Regions from separate parts of the Ovis aries genome. Here region 1 is linked to region 2. The links are chromatin contacts, called in public Hi-C maps. All regions are on one chromosome and are shown on one strand. The core of a region is the stretch at or near the end of the contact, and the rest is flanking DNA. Distances in the headings are between cores, read along the strand shown.

Region 1 (3,425 bases), core at 436-2,935, 74 kb after region 2:
CTACTCACTTCATCCTGCTGGGAACATCACCTGGCAACTAAAAGGAAATCTGACTTTAGAAGAAAGGTCTTCTGTGTAAAGTTTCAAAATTATTACAACGTCTATGATTAGTTGCCTGGCCCGGGATTCTCACTGTTTCTACAGAATTTAATCATCAAGTTTCTTAAGACTTACTTTAAAAATTTTATGTGAAGGACAAAAATCAAAACTGTTGACTGGTTTTCTTGTCCCGTTTTCACTTATCTTTTAATATATTCACAGAATGTCTGCAATACATTTGCAAACACACTGGAAAAGGAACTAAATCAGATTCAGTGTTTGCCGTGTATAGTAGTTATTGCATTGTTCATTCAATATGTGACTAGATGTTTTAAGAAAATCTGGTCTTTTCCAACAAATGAAAGTATTTTAAGAAAAACAATAGGACAAAACTCTCAGATTATAGTAACCATAATAATAGATTATAGGACAACTTTCATTTTCAGAGTTTAAGATGCTTATACATACCATAACTTTTATTTGCAGCACCATCCTGACAGACTTTCCTACCTCTCATTATATAAGATACTAACTCTGATTAGAAGGCACTAGATTCCATAATCTTTAAAACTACATCAAAACATGTTTGCTCTTCTTTCTTTGCACCATGGGAATAGTCTTGGGATTATGGTTTCTTGTACTTTTTAAGAGGCCAGTAGTTTTGTAATAAGCACATAACTTATAAGCTGGATCATCAAATATTTATACCAGATCCATAGCTTCCTTGCCCAAGCACAGTTCTGTTTTTGAGTCTGAATACAATTATAAGGTTACCTGTGAAATTCTAGGACCACTTTTCAGAATATGTGTGAGATGGGAGTAGGGAGGTTATTAACATTAATATCTTTCATAGGTGTTCATCTTGTCACCTGCCAAGTCTCCTTCACTTTGCAGGAAAGTGGGGCCCCAGAGATGGGAACAGATACTGTATTGTGTGATTAGCTTTTTTGAGCTCCTTGGTTTCCAGGCACATTTCCTTGCCCTGAGATACAGGTTTCTGTACCGCTTTAACCCACCTTTCCTAAGGATGTTCAACCATTGATAACCACTTTCCCATAAGGTTCGCTTAGTAATGTCCAGAACTTGGACCTTGCCAGTTGGTTTGCTCTAAGAAGAGCTTTTTGTTGTGCTACTTCTCTTGATTCCAGTGGGTTTTTAGTGCTTGTTTTCCACCTAAATCTGAGGCTAGGGCCACATACGTCTTCAGGGTAATTAAATCACATTTCTTATAAGGTAAGGGGAAGTTAAGAGAAGGTTTGAGAAGCAAGCACGTGCATGCATGAGTGTAGAATTTGGTGCCTCGACACCTGGAAACGCTCCCTAAGATCCTGGGCTCTGTGGGTGTCCACCCAAAGTAGCTGATGCTAGTGTTCCCTTCCAGACTTCTCTTTAGGGTCAGGCGTGGAGGGACTCTGCAGACCAGACTCTAGCACCCGCAGGATAGGGCCTGACCCGGGAGTCTCTGCCCGCCCAGCCCTTGATTCTTACTTACAATGCTTGCAATTTTTAGTTAAGGAGTCCGTCAGCTTCTGCAGCTTCTTGCGGTTCATGTTGGGAGCTCAGGAAACCGGGAAGAGGCCGGTGTCCGGCGGCGGCTGCCAGGACGGTTGCGAGCCCTGGGTCTGGGGCTGCAGGCAGGTCTCCCCTGTGTGTGTATGCTGTCCTAACACGCGGCGTGGCCGGGGCAACGTCTGGGCGGCCGCCGATTGGCTGCTGGGCAGGAGAGGGCGCGGTCCTAACAGGCGGCGTGGTCATGGCAACCCTCGGGCGGCCGCTGATTGGTTGCTGGGTCTGAGCTCTCTCACTGGGCATCGGGCCAGGCGCCCTCCGACCGCTTTCCGACTGTGACATCGGCGAGTGACCATCCAGGTGTGTCTGGCTCGGATTCACAACCCCTTTGCTGTGCTGCACCGTAAGTCAAGGTCTGAATTTTGTTTTGCGCTCCGTGCGGGGATGTCTTGGGTGGTGAGCGTGACGCCAGGTCCTCAGGGAGGTCTGGGAACCTGGGGGATGCAGGAATGAGCAGGCGTGGATCCGGACGACAGCTGTGCAGGAAGGGAGGGTGAGGGGCTTGCTCTCAGGTTGCCAGTCCTTTTGCTCTGATGCCAGAAGGGAGTCTGCAGCAAGATATCTTCAAGGTTTTGATGATGTTACTGAGAGCAAGAGGAACTTGTAATAATTATTTATTTTTTTCCCTTCCCTGCTCATTCTTGAGGTAGGCGCGGAGGCTGTCAGTCGAATATGGGGAAAACCCCCTAGCAATTTTTTAAGCTGGATAGAGTCAACCTTCCAAATAAAGACATGCTGACAAAGGACAGTGGCTCTGGGGTACAACCTGAATTTGCTTTTCTGGAAGAATATCCCAGCAAAATGAATCTTTTACTTATTTGAAAGACAAGTTTTTTGACTGCAAACAAAGGCTAATTTTTACATCTTTACTCTGAGAGAAGTTTCTGCTTTTAACACAGATAAGACACCGTGTTTGAATTAAGACAGTAACAAGGGTTAGTTCAGCCAGAAGGAAAAGGTTGTACAATATTCTCCAACATGTCACTTGTTTCACTTCAGAAGCAGTAATTCTTTTTAATATGAATTATTTTATAGTGTGTGTACTATCATTGTGAAATGGAAAGCAGAAAAATTCTACCGACCATGAGTAACGATTCCAAATCAGGTCTCTGATTCTGTTTTCTTTTTTCATTTGTTATGGAATGGAAGACTGGGATGCTGTTTGAATCCAGAGTCAAGGATGCTTGAGGAAGGCAGGCACTGTGTTATCCTGAAGCAGATTCCTTGAGAACAGTAACTAATATGAAATGATAGTGATTGTGAGTTTTCCAGTTAATGGCTAACTGGTATTCCTATGCATAGTCTTGTCGGGCAGGTGTGGCATTTCTAATAGGATTGTAGGGAATGAATAGGGGTGGATGTATTCGGATACATTCACTGTGAGACCTTAGGGACTTGTCAGATGTCAGATATGGCAAATACTTAGTCCATAGAGATTGTTGGGGTGCTCATCGTAGAGACAAGCAGCTGAAAGAGTGGTAGTGGTTAATAGGAGAAGCTGCTGGCCCCTCTTGTGTCTACCAGGTGTGCTGAACAGACACCCTGCTGGCCCATCTGATGTGTCCACGCATCTCTGCACACTTCATGTGCCGGAAGCTTCTTAAGCACCTTTGGGGAGCAGATCAATTCTTCCTTCACAGCTTTCAGGCCTAGGTCCCACCATCCATGTTCCCTCAAAGTGGAAGAGCCGCTGGAAGGCAGTATGACAGAAGCCTGATTAGGAGTCAGAGCTGTCCTACCAGCAGAAATCCCGAACCTGCCAAGAAACCATGGTGAGGCGTCCTGCTCCCACCCTCGCTCCCAGGTCTTTCTTCTGT
Region 2 (3,682 bases), core at 1,074-3,573:
CACAGCTTCGTGTTTAAAATCTTCAGTATGAGCCGTTACACACAATGACGTGGAATAGGATAGTGTGAGAGGGCAGAGGCCAAGGTCGCAGACTCCATCTCACCGACATTCGACATTCGCAAAGAGGGGAGCGCAATGCTTTAAATGAAGGGCTGAGCCCTCCGGAAAGGGGTGTTGGGTGGAGACAAAGGTAGGGTGACAGCGAGTTCCACACACAGACACACAGGGAGACACAACAGGAGCTGGCATGGGCTTCCAGCCACAGTGGGTGTCACGTTTGAGTCCTGAGATCAAAAGGGACGCAGTCATCCCTTGGGGACCACGGGCTGTGGGCAAAGCCAGCCGAGCTGGCAGGGCAGGCGGAGCCCAGCTCACAGATTCTCCCATAGGCTCTCCTGTAACCTTCCCGCTGATGGGTGTCAGAGCTCTGAGATAAGAAGGGAAAGTCCTACTGAATGAAGGATCTTTACTCCTTTGGTTTCCATCAAGGCACAGATAGAAGCAAGTTTCTTACTTTAACTTCTGGGGAAGTTTCTGGGTGCCCTGGGACACACACATGGGGGATGCTCTGAACTGAGGGGGAGAAGAACATGTTCTTCATGATTCTATGAGAATTCTTCATTTCTTGTCTAGTTTAATGTTATTTTAAAATAGTGCTTGTGGTTTAATCATTCTTTTTCTTGAGATCTTGCTACCAGATTTAAAAAATCTGCTGCTACGAGCCAAGATAATTTGCTCATGTAATTGTTTTTGAAACATATCTTATGCAAGACATTTTGTGCTGGTGAAGCTGAGCTGTGTATCTGCTGACTTGTGGCCAGGCACCAAGAAGGACCCCAGCTGATGAGCAAAGTTGCACCCTTGCCAGGGCTGGATCTCAGGCCATGTGGCCGTCCTCATGACTCAGAGGAGGTGGGACTCGAAGCTAGTGGGCGGAGGGGCTGGCGGCCTGCCGACTCTCCGCTGCTGAGATAAGCAGTTCCTCTCTGGCTGGCAACATGTGTCCCTAGTCCCCAGGGAGGGGGCCCAGCTTCCTCTCCAGCGGCCCCCCTCCTCCTGCCCCATTGCTTGAAGGCTGTTCCCTGGAAGAAGCGTTGTCCACCCTGGGCTTCTGCTGCGAAACACACTGGGGCTTCAATCTGGAGAAGGGACAAAGGGACTGAAGCCGGGGAGGCGCCTGCAGACCCATCTCAGTTTATGATACCCACGTTCTTGGAGCTGTGAATCCAGCAAAAGGCAGGGTGAGGGGGGAAGATATTTTAATCAGAATACCATCAGGTTGAAAACAATGTTCAGCAAGTGTGGCCACAGTGTGCTTGAAGTCCGTGGCTGGTAGGAACTTGTGAGGAAAAGAAACTGGTTCCTGTTTCTTTTTCTTATAACTCAGCAGCGAGGACCGTGTAGGCCGCTGGCGATCAGAAATAAATGTCTAACTTGGATTTTACACAATCGGGCCCTGCTCCACAGCACACCGCCTGCCCACTGGTTAGCCCGAGTCCTGCAAGCACAGCAGAGGGGTGCCGACCGGAGATGGCTTTGGGGTCCCTCCAGGGCCGCCCTGGGAACCTGCTGGCTTGCAGGACCCCTGGTTAGCCAGCAGTCTCTCTTGCTGCCTGTTCACTGTATTCCAGAACAAAAGCGCATCTAGTTTCTTTTTTTTCCTGGGGCATTTTATTCTTTTATTCCTTCTGCTTCCCCTCTTTCTTTCTCTTGTTTTTACAATCTCCTTGTAATGACTAATTGGCAGTGTTTCCCGGCTTTTTTTTATGTTTCTCTTGCTCTGGTTACAAGTCGTACTAACCCAGCAGTATCCACAGGGACCAATAGACAGCCAACATTCCCAGTGATATACTGCGCTCCCTGTTCTTTAAAGTGTAGCACATTTACAGGGAAATGCACACGGCGCGGGGGCCCACTCCCGGGGTCGCTGGCGTCGCGCTCGAGGTCCCTGCTCTCCGCCCCGTGGGTGCGCCCCTCCCCCACAGCCCCTCCCTTCGCGCCCCGTCCCTGTGCCTCCCCCAGCTCCCCCTTTCCGCTCACCCCCTCTCCTGCGACCTCTCCCCGAATGGCCCCTCCCCGCGCACTCCCCCATGCAACCGCCTCCTAGCGCCCCCTCCCCGCGCGCCCCCCTCCGAGCGCCCCTTCCCCGTGCGCCCCCGCGGTCCCTCCTCCGCGCGCCGCGGTCCCTCCTCCTCTCGCCGCCTCTGTGCGCCCGCGGGGCCGCCTCGGTGCCCGTTTACTGCGCGCGGCAGCCACTCTGGAGCCGGCGCACATCTGGATGGAGTCAGGCCCAGCGCCCGGGCCGGCGCCCAGCCAGTCCCCACCCGCTGGATTTCCTGATGTAAACAGAGCAAGAACACAGCAACTCTGCTGAATGTGTCACGCGGCGCTCTTTATCTGCTTGGGGTCAAGACGGCGACTTAGAAAAACAGAAGCGTTGCTTTGAATTTAAACAGCTAAGAGCCAGAGCCGAGACTGGTCTGCAGGGGGGAGGGCGAAGGCCTCCAGACCCACCTCCCGCTTTTGTGCCTACTTGTTCCACTTTATGGTAATTTGGGGGCTAATTTCATTATCTGCAGCCGAATTGGAAACAAGATGCTGTTTCTGCTAATGGTGCTGAAGGCGTGTGTGAGTTTCTGTGCAGTGGGTAGAACCTTCCACCCCGCCGCCCCCAGCCGCCCCCGCCGCTCTCAGAGCGCGTTCTGACGCTGATTCTCGCAGCCGGAAGCCTCCTGCCCTGTTTCTGAGAGGGCCGCATCGCTCTCTGTCACGGAGCGCCGGCCAGGAGCGCCTTTCCTTCCTGGGTTCCCAGAGGGGCCCAGGCCGGGGCTGGAGGGTAGACTTCCGACCCCGCTCGGCGGGGGGACGTGCTTCCTCGGCCGGTTCTGGCCCCGTCGTCTGCGCCCGGGCGCCTGGCTGGGCCCCCGTCTTTCCCTGGAGCTGGTGGTTCCTTCTCTTCTGGCAGGGAATAAGGGCTTAAGGATTTGGGGTTCTAAATATTCATTAGCTAGAAACCAGCCAGCTATAAACCACGACAAAGTCATTTTGAAAAGATGGTAAAGAGGGAAAATAGAAAATGATGGCGGAGCTTGTGTTGTCTTCACCAACAATTAACACGAAGTGTAGGTGGTTTCCACCTCAGTCCCAAACTGTTTCAGCCGGCGGGTCTGGAGATCTGGCCGGGGGCGTTGTCCTGGCCAGGGTTCCCTGGCCCCGAAGCCGGGACTTCTTTTTTTTTTTTTCAAAAGTCCTTAAGTGGAACTGAGAAGAAGCTGCGCTGGTCTGAGGGCAGGCTGACTGGGGCCGGTAGCGTTTCCGCAGAGCAGCTTCCTGGGGAGTTTTGTCTAAACGTTTGAGGTCAATGGGCCCAGGCGGTGGCTGGACGTCAGGGCGCTGGAATGTTGAGGAGCCTCGGATGCATCACAGTGCTTTGAATAGGCTACGAGGGCACTGTTTCCTCCCACAGACTGTATCTTGATGAATTTGCCAGAAATTGGGCCAAGACTCACAGAGAAGACCGAGGTCCAATTTGGCGAGTTGGCTGTTAGTGGCTATGCTTGGTGGTTTGGTTAAGAAGATGGAGCCAAAACCCAGAGTGAGAATGAGGTTCCTTTAGAGCTGCCAGAGGCAGACGTAAGGTTCGTCTGATTCGCCCCACCCTGTGCTCTCTTTACCCTTTGAA

Evidence for each region. A called contact is a pair of places that touch in the nucleus more often than the background predicts.
Region 1: a Hi-C map of tail adipose tissue shows a contact between it and region 2, with 1.8 times the contacts expected there. The contact joins the promoter of CLXN here to the enhancer-like site in region 2. A contact is called at or near these places in 2 of 16 Hi-C or Micro-C datasets (muscle and tail adipose tissue).

Annotation. Positions count from the first base shown.
Region 1 is chr9:32,841,070-32,844,494 of ARS-UI_Ramb_v3.0, forward strand. It overlaps CLXN (calaxin), which reads right to left and starts at 1,686. Exons shown (of 8, transcript XR_006060825.2): 1 at 1,532-1,686. LOC105616018 (a long non-coding RNA gene) reads left to right here and starts at 1,873. Exons shown (of 3, transcript XR_006060827.1): 1 at 1,873-1,961.
Region 2 is chr9:32,766,783-32,770,464 of ARS-UI_Ramb_v3.0, forward strand. No RefSeq gene overlaps it. Among named protein-coding and RNA genes, the nearest start is that of TRNAR-CCU, 19 kb to the right of the region's middle. Within about 2 kb of position 2,324, at least 35 of the 54 cell types and tissues checked have an H3K27ac peak or open chromatin away from gene starts, as enhancers often do. A contact at or near this core is called in tail adipose tissue, where this site is marked.